Linked DNA regions of Mus musculus: region 2 is linked to region 1. Evidence: chromatin contacts called from public HiChIP or PLAC-seq data. All regions are on one chromosome and are shown on one strand. Each heading gives the region's core, a stretch centred on a gene start, on an enhancer-like site or on the middle of the called end of the contact. The rest is flanking DNA. Distances are from core to core; before and after follow the strand shown. Region 1 overlaps Banp (BTG3 associated nuclear protein). Region 2 holds the start of Rpl13 (ribosomal protein L13).

Region 1 (2,873 bases), core at 114-2,613:
CCACGGGGCCCCAGTGGCTCGCAGGGGCCTTGGGCTGACTCTGGGAGTCCTCCCTGGACACAGGAACCTGCCAGCATATGCACTTACTGTACAAAGACTCACTCAAAAGAGCCGGCAGGGTCGTTAGCAGCAGCGGAAAGCTGGGCAGTGGGCTGTCACACAGGTGCAGCAGCCCTAAGCACCCCCAGGCCTCTGTGCCCGCCCCTTTCCAAGGTCTCTGAGGAGGAACTTGAAAGACAGAGTAGACACAGCTGAAAGAGAACATACCTAGTACCAGAAACTCAGTCTTTTTTTTTTTTAAAGAATACTTTTTAAAGATTTATTTATTATTATATCTAAGTGCGCTGTAGTTGTCTACAGACACACCAGAAGAGGGAGTCAGATCTAATTACAGATGGTTGTGAGCCACCATGTGGTTGCTGGGATTTGAACTCAAGACCTTCGGAAGAGCAGTCGATGCTCTTAACCACTGAGCCATCTCTCCAGCCCGAAACTCAATCTTCTTGCTTCCAAATAAAGAAGCAAAGAGTGAACTTCAGCTCTGAGCCGAGGCAGCGGCCTTCACCTTCCTAAAGCCACCCAGCCAGATTCAGGACTAGACTAAAAGTAGCCCAGGCTCTAGCAAATCCAAAGAACTGAAAATAGACTACAGACCGTTTTCCAGGAAAATGCAGACAGACAAGTCTTTGCCCTTTTCAAGGCTGCAAAGATACTAGAATCACCAGCATGCCTGCCTCAGTACCTCAGGACAAATGCCCCCAGACAGAGACTCAGCATCCCAGCTTCACCTGCAGCAGGTGCAGCTCCAAGACCTGTTCAACCCACAGCCCACAAGCCACATTCACCCTCGGGGAGTGATAAGTGCTCACTTCAAACAGCAAGCTTCGCTTTGATTGCATGGCTTTTATACATGAACCTCATAGATAACAGACTACATCTGTCACAATGTCAAAAGCCTAGACACTCCTACAAGTCTACCCAAGTGCAGAAGCCTCTGGGGACTCTCCTCCAGAGGGAACTGGTGTGCAGCCTGGGCCTTCTCTAGGCCCAAACATGGAAAACCGTGAAAAGCGAAGATGTAGAGGAAGAGACCAGTTCCTCACATGTGTGCATCTAGCCCTGTATCCAGGCCACCTGCTACAGACAGCCTTGTCAAAAAGAACATTAACAACTGCCTGGTCTACACCCGCTTACTCTGGCTCTGTGGCCTATTCACAAATGGCCGGAACCCAGAGATTCCATGAGCTGTGCCTGCCTCTCCTAAGGGGCCAGTGGAAGAGGCTTTTAAATGCCCAACCCCGGCACCTTCCTGCTTCCTAAAAGCTCTGCAAATGGCTTAGGAAAACACTCTGGACCGACTATAAAACCCTGAACTCTGACCTCCTCCAAACAAGGACACCACTGCCCTCCTTCCTCGCTGTTTATCCAAATGCTCCTGTTGCCAGGATAAAAACATTTAAAATTCTGCTAACAGTGAAGGTTTCAATAGAAAAAAAAACTAGGGCAAGCAGCCCAAGAAAACTGGAACAGAGAGACATGCACGCAGTTGCCATTTTGGCAAATTAGCTTTGCCATTTCTCAGAAGGCCTGGGGAGAATCCAGTCCTAATGTAATAAAACAGCTGGACTAAGACTAATGTTCAATAAAGACTCCAACTGCAATTACCATTTAGAGTGCTGAAGCTTCCAGGGTGCACGTGGAAAAAGTGCAGTCCACCAAAGCCACAGCCCAAGCACTCAGCAGGGGTACAGCAAGGTGAGGGGTGGCCCCACCACGTGTTAACATGAAAGAATGATTTAATCATGCTACCCCAATACACCACAGAAAGGCACACCAGTTGGAAGTCCCAGGTCAGTGTGTAGGAACTGCACATGTATGTCTTCCTGTACCTATAAGCTGGCACGGCAGTACCTGGGGGTTGGGTAGAACACCTTAAACCTAAGCTGCCTCCCTCGGGGAGGCAGAGATCCCAGGATCTGAGTGGCGTACCTCCGCAGGACTTACTAATTAGTTATTGGTTGCTTAGTGTCTCTAGGTCAGAGTAGTTCCATGCAGAGTTAGCACAGGCATCAAATCCCAACAGTACCTCAAACATTTTCCCCAGCGCTGGTTGTTGAACCTAGAGGCTTAAGCCCCAGTCTAATTATCTAGTGAGGCCCTCTTTAACCCATCTCACCACAGCCCCCGCCCCATCCCCAGCCCCTCCCTGCACCTTGACTGAACTCCTCAGAACTCCTGGACTAGTGTGTGTGTCAGTCACACTACCTCCACTGGCCCTTACCAGGGCCCCACAGATGGCCTTGCTTTCCTGCCCCACCCCCAGGCCTCCCTCCAGGGTGCCAAGTGTTCCAGGGCACTCAGTGCTCCCTCCATTTGCTCCCTCCTTGCTGTTCCTGAGCCCCCTGAGTGTCAGTCTTTCCTACCAGGCTGCTCCAGCTCTAGGACCGTGGCTTCTCTCCAGCAGGGCTGGCCCTATACCACACACACTGTGCCTAGGCTTCCTGCAGGGCTATTCCCCAGGCCATTGTTCTTAGGTCTCTGCCTGCTCCCAATCAACTCCCTCCCTGCAGGGAGCCAGGGCAAGACCCACTGCTCAATGGGCACTGAAGGCCTGGTGCTCAGCTTCTTGTCACTCACACCCCTACCACACAGCACTCTTTCAGCACAGGTCCCTCCTTGTCCCAGGTACAGCTCACAGCCCTCCCCCGGCACCTCGCCCGTTGGCAGTGGCCCTTGTTCCCCAGCTGCTTGGGCCAAAGCTTGGGCCTGGGAGGTTTATTCTCTCCTACAGGTTCCGCCTCAGGCTCTGACTGCACCCAGGCATCACCTAACATCTGGATTCATGTGCAGTTTTCCAGGGTTTTTTCCGCCTT
Region 2 (2,873 bases), core at 118-2,617, 1.1 Mb before region 1:
CCATCCTTACCCCACCCTCAGGAAGCCCACACTGACAAGAAACCCACCGATCCTTGTTACAAAACTCTTTACACTTCTGAATACCGAGATACTTTCTGTACCGAGATGCCCCTGAACGTCCTGGTAGGGTGAACGCTCTAGAACAGCATACCAGGCTCCAAGTCAATAGCTCCCAACACTAACAGACACTGGAAAGCCCAGGGACACCATAGTGGCTCCCACTGATCTGCACGCGTCACCGCCGCCCCCAGTACGCTCTAACCTCCCACTGCTGCACTCATGTCAACTCTGCAGAGCTGGATCCAAGAACACAGACTCTATCTACACTGAGCCGGACCTCTGCCGCCCCGCAGGACTTACAGAACTGTCTCCCTTCTTCGGAGCAGAAGGCTTCCTGGGGAACAGGATGAGCTTGGAGCGGTACTCCTTCAGGCGCTGCACGTTGGCCTGCAGTGACTCCGTGGACTTGTTTCGCCTCCTCGGGTCCACAGAGATGCCGATGGTGCGAGCCACTTTCTTGTGGATGCCAGCCACCTGTTCAGAAACAGAAACTGGTCACCCACCTCGCAGTCACCCCACCCCAAGCCGGCCCTGCCGAGAAAACTCGGTGTCATCAGATGGAAAAGGGTTCAAAAGTACTTTCATCAAGTCAGTACAGCGATTCCGGAGAATGTCATCATTCCACCGAGCCCGAGGGACCTGCCAAGGGACCTCGCCCTGCCGCACTCACCCTGAGCTCCTCCAGGCTGAAGCCCCTGCCAGCCCGGACCTTGGTGTGGTATCTCACTGTAGGGCACCTCACGATGGGCCTGATGGGGCCGGACGCGGGGCGAGGGGCGATGCGACGCGCTTTCGCCTGCCGGGCCTTGCGCCTGCAGGAAAAGCACAGCCGTCACCTCCTGCCCCACGCGCGTCCCCGCCCTGGAGCCCACGCGAGCCACGCGCGATCTATACCTGCGGATCTTGCGCGCCGGCTGGTTGAACCAAGTGTCCACTCGCTGCTGCCAATCCTTGTGGAAGTGGGGCTTCAGTATCATGCCATTCCGGCTGGGCGCCATGGCTGCCTAAGGCCGCGAGGGAGAGGAGGGCGGCGAGTCAAGGCCAGGGTCCCCAACCCCGTCCCGGGTCCTCCCGCCCCTGCCCTGGCTCCGTGCTGTCGGCGCCCGGGCTCCTCCATGGCTGTCCGTGCGGCCTCTCTTCGCCGATGACAGCGGATGGAGGGCGATGGAGCCCGATGGACCACGATGGGACCGGCGGCGGCAGAGACTCACCTCCTATACAGGAGAACGGCCGAGCGGAAAGGACCGGGCACCGCAAAGCACCCTGGGCTTGTAGGGAGTCCGGCCAATCTCAAACGCCAATCAAAATCAGGCGAAAGGGAAGTGACGTCACGCGAACCCGCCCGCCGGCGGACCATCGCCTTTCTAGCCGTCGGGTTGGTTATTCTCGCTGGTTCCTAACTTCGCAGTGTGGGTATCTCCGGCGTGCTCAGGGGCGCACCTATGAATTAAACCCCTAAAACTCTTTCTCCCTCCTAGATCCAGTGTTTTTTCCCCGTCCACCCAGGAAAATTTATTATAGATTTGCCTGGAATTTATGTTTCCCCAGAACTGAAGCACGCACCCCCATTCCAGACTTCCCCCCCCACTTTAAGATTTTTATTTATTTTTACTTTATTTGTATGAGTGTCTCCCTGGTTTCATGGCTGTGCGTCGGATCCCCTACTACCGGAGTTCCTGGGTGCTGAGAATTGAACTTCTGAAACAGCAAGCAGCCAGTGATCGTAACTACTGAGTCATTTCTCCAGCCCCAAACTCCCCCATTTACTTAGATAACTCCTTTAGCCCTGACTTAACTCCTCGGGGGGAAATCAGGTGTGACGAAATACAATACTGAATTCCTACCCACAGTAGCAGCGACAACAAAACAGCCAAGGCATACACTGGTCCTACACCTGTATGCCTATAACCTTTTTTCACTCCTCATTCCCAATTACCAGGTTTCTTCCTGATCAAAATTCCACTACAGAAGCTGTAGAAATGGCTCAGTAATTAAGAGGGCTATAAATTTAAAAATCCACATTATACCCGGGCCAGATATCACAGGACCATAATCATAATTCATCTAGAAAATGAGACAGGACAATAGCAATTTCAATGCTTTTTGAGCAACTTAAACCCTCTTTTCTTTTTTTTCTTCTCCTTTTTTTTTAAGATTTATTTTATTTATGTAAGTACACTGTAGCTGTCTTCAGACACACCAGAAGAGGGCATCAGACTCCATTACCGATGGTTGTGAGCCACCATGTAGTTGCTGGGAGTTGAACTCAGGACCTTTGGAAGAGCAGTCCGTGCTCTTAACCGCTGAACCATCTCTCCAGCCCAACCCTCTTTTCAAAATTAAAAAGGAAGGGCTGGCAAGACAGCTTAGAGGGTTGAAGGTACTTGCTGCCATTTTATTCCTGGGACCCACATGGTAGAAGAGAACCAAGCTCTACATGCTGAGCTCATCCATGATATATATATATTTTCTCTGTCTCTCTCTCACACACACACACACAAACACACACACACACATACCACACACGCGTGCGCGCGCGAAAATAATGTCATAATGAAGCAGGCTGAGGATGTAATTCTTGCCTATTGGATGAGAGGCTAAATTCAATCCTCAGTAGGGGGGAGCCATTTTTTTTGAGTGTGGGTGAAAAGGCCAGAAATTGATGTTGAACCATCTTCCCAGCCCAGAGAAAATGTCTGTGGAAGGAATGCCCAGATTCAAGGTGCACTTCTTTGAAACAGTGTTTTCTCAGACCTCTTTTGACATTCCCAAGTATCTGTCTCTTTCTACTCTCAAAGATGACATCCATGTCC

Evidence for each region. HiChIP or PLAC-seq counts read pairs in DNA pulled down with a chosen protein or histone mark.
Region 2: a contact with region 1 is called in an H3K27ac HiChIP or PLAC-seq map of embryonic stem cells, with 4 times the contacts expected there. The contact joins the promoter of Rpl13 here to the enhancer-like site in region 1. A contact is called at or near these places in 3 of 39 promoter capture datasets (liver and pre-B cells) and 1 of 115 datasets of contacts at active chromatin or transcription factors (embryonic stem cells).

The regions. Positions count from the first base shown.
Region 1 is chr8:121,966,746-121,969,618 of GRCm38.p6, reverse strand. The region is part of intron 1 of Banp (BTG3 associated nuclear protein); the gene reads right to left. Among named protein-coding and RNA genes, the nearest start is that of Mir7237, 9.8 kb to the left of the region's middle. Within about 2 kb of position 1,363, at least 91 of the 459 cell types and tissues checked have an H3K27ac peak or open chromatin away from gene starts, as enhancers often do. A contact at or near this core is called in embryonic stem cells and liver, where this site is marked.
Region 2 is chr8:123,100,844-123,103,716 of GRCm38.p6, reverse strand. It overlaps Rpl13 (ribosomal protein L13), which reads right to left and starts at 1,367. Exons shown (of 6, transcript NM_016738.5): 1 at 1,272-1,367; 2 at 955-1,064; 3 at 731-872; 4 at 361-534. The coding sequence starts at 1,058. Snord68 (small nucleolar RNA, C/D box 68) reads right to left here and starts at 659; the gene lies at 612-659.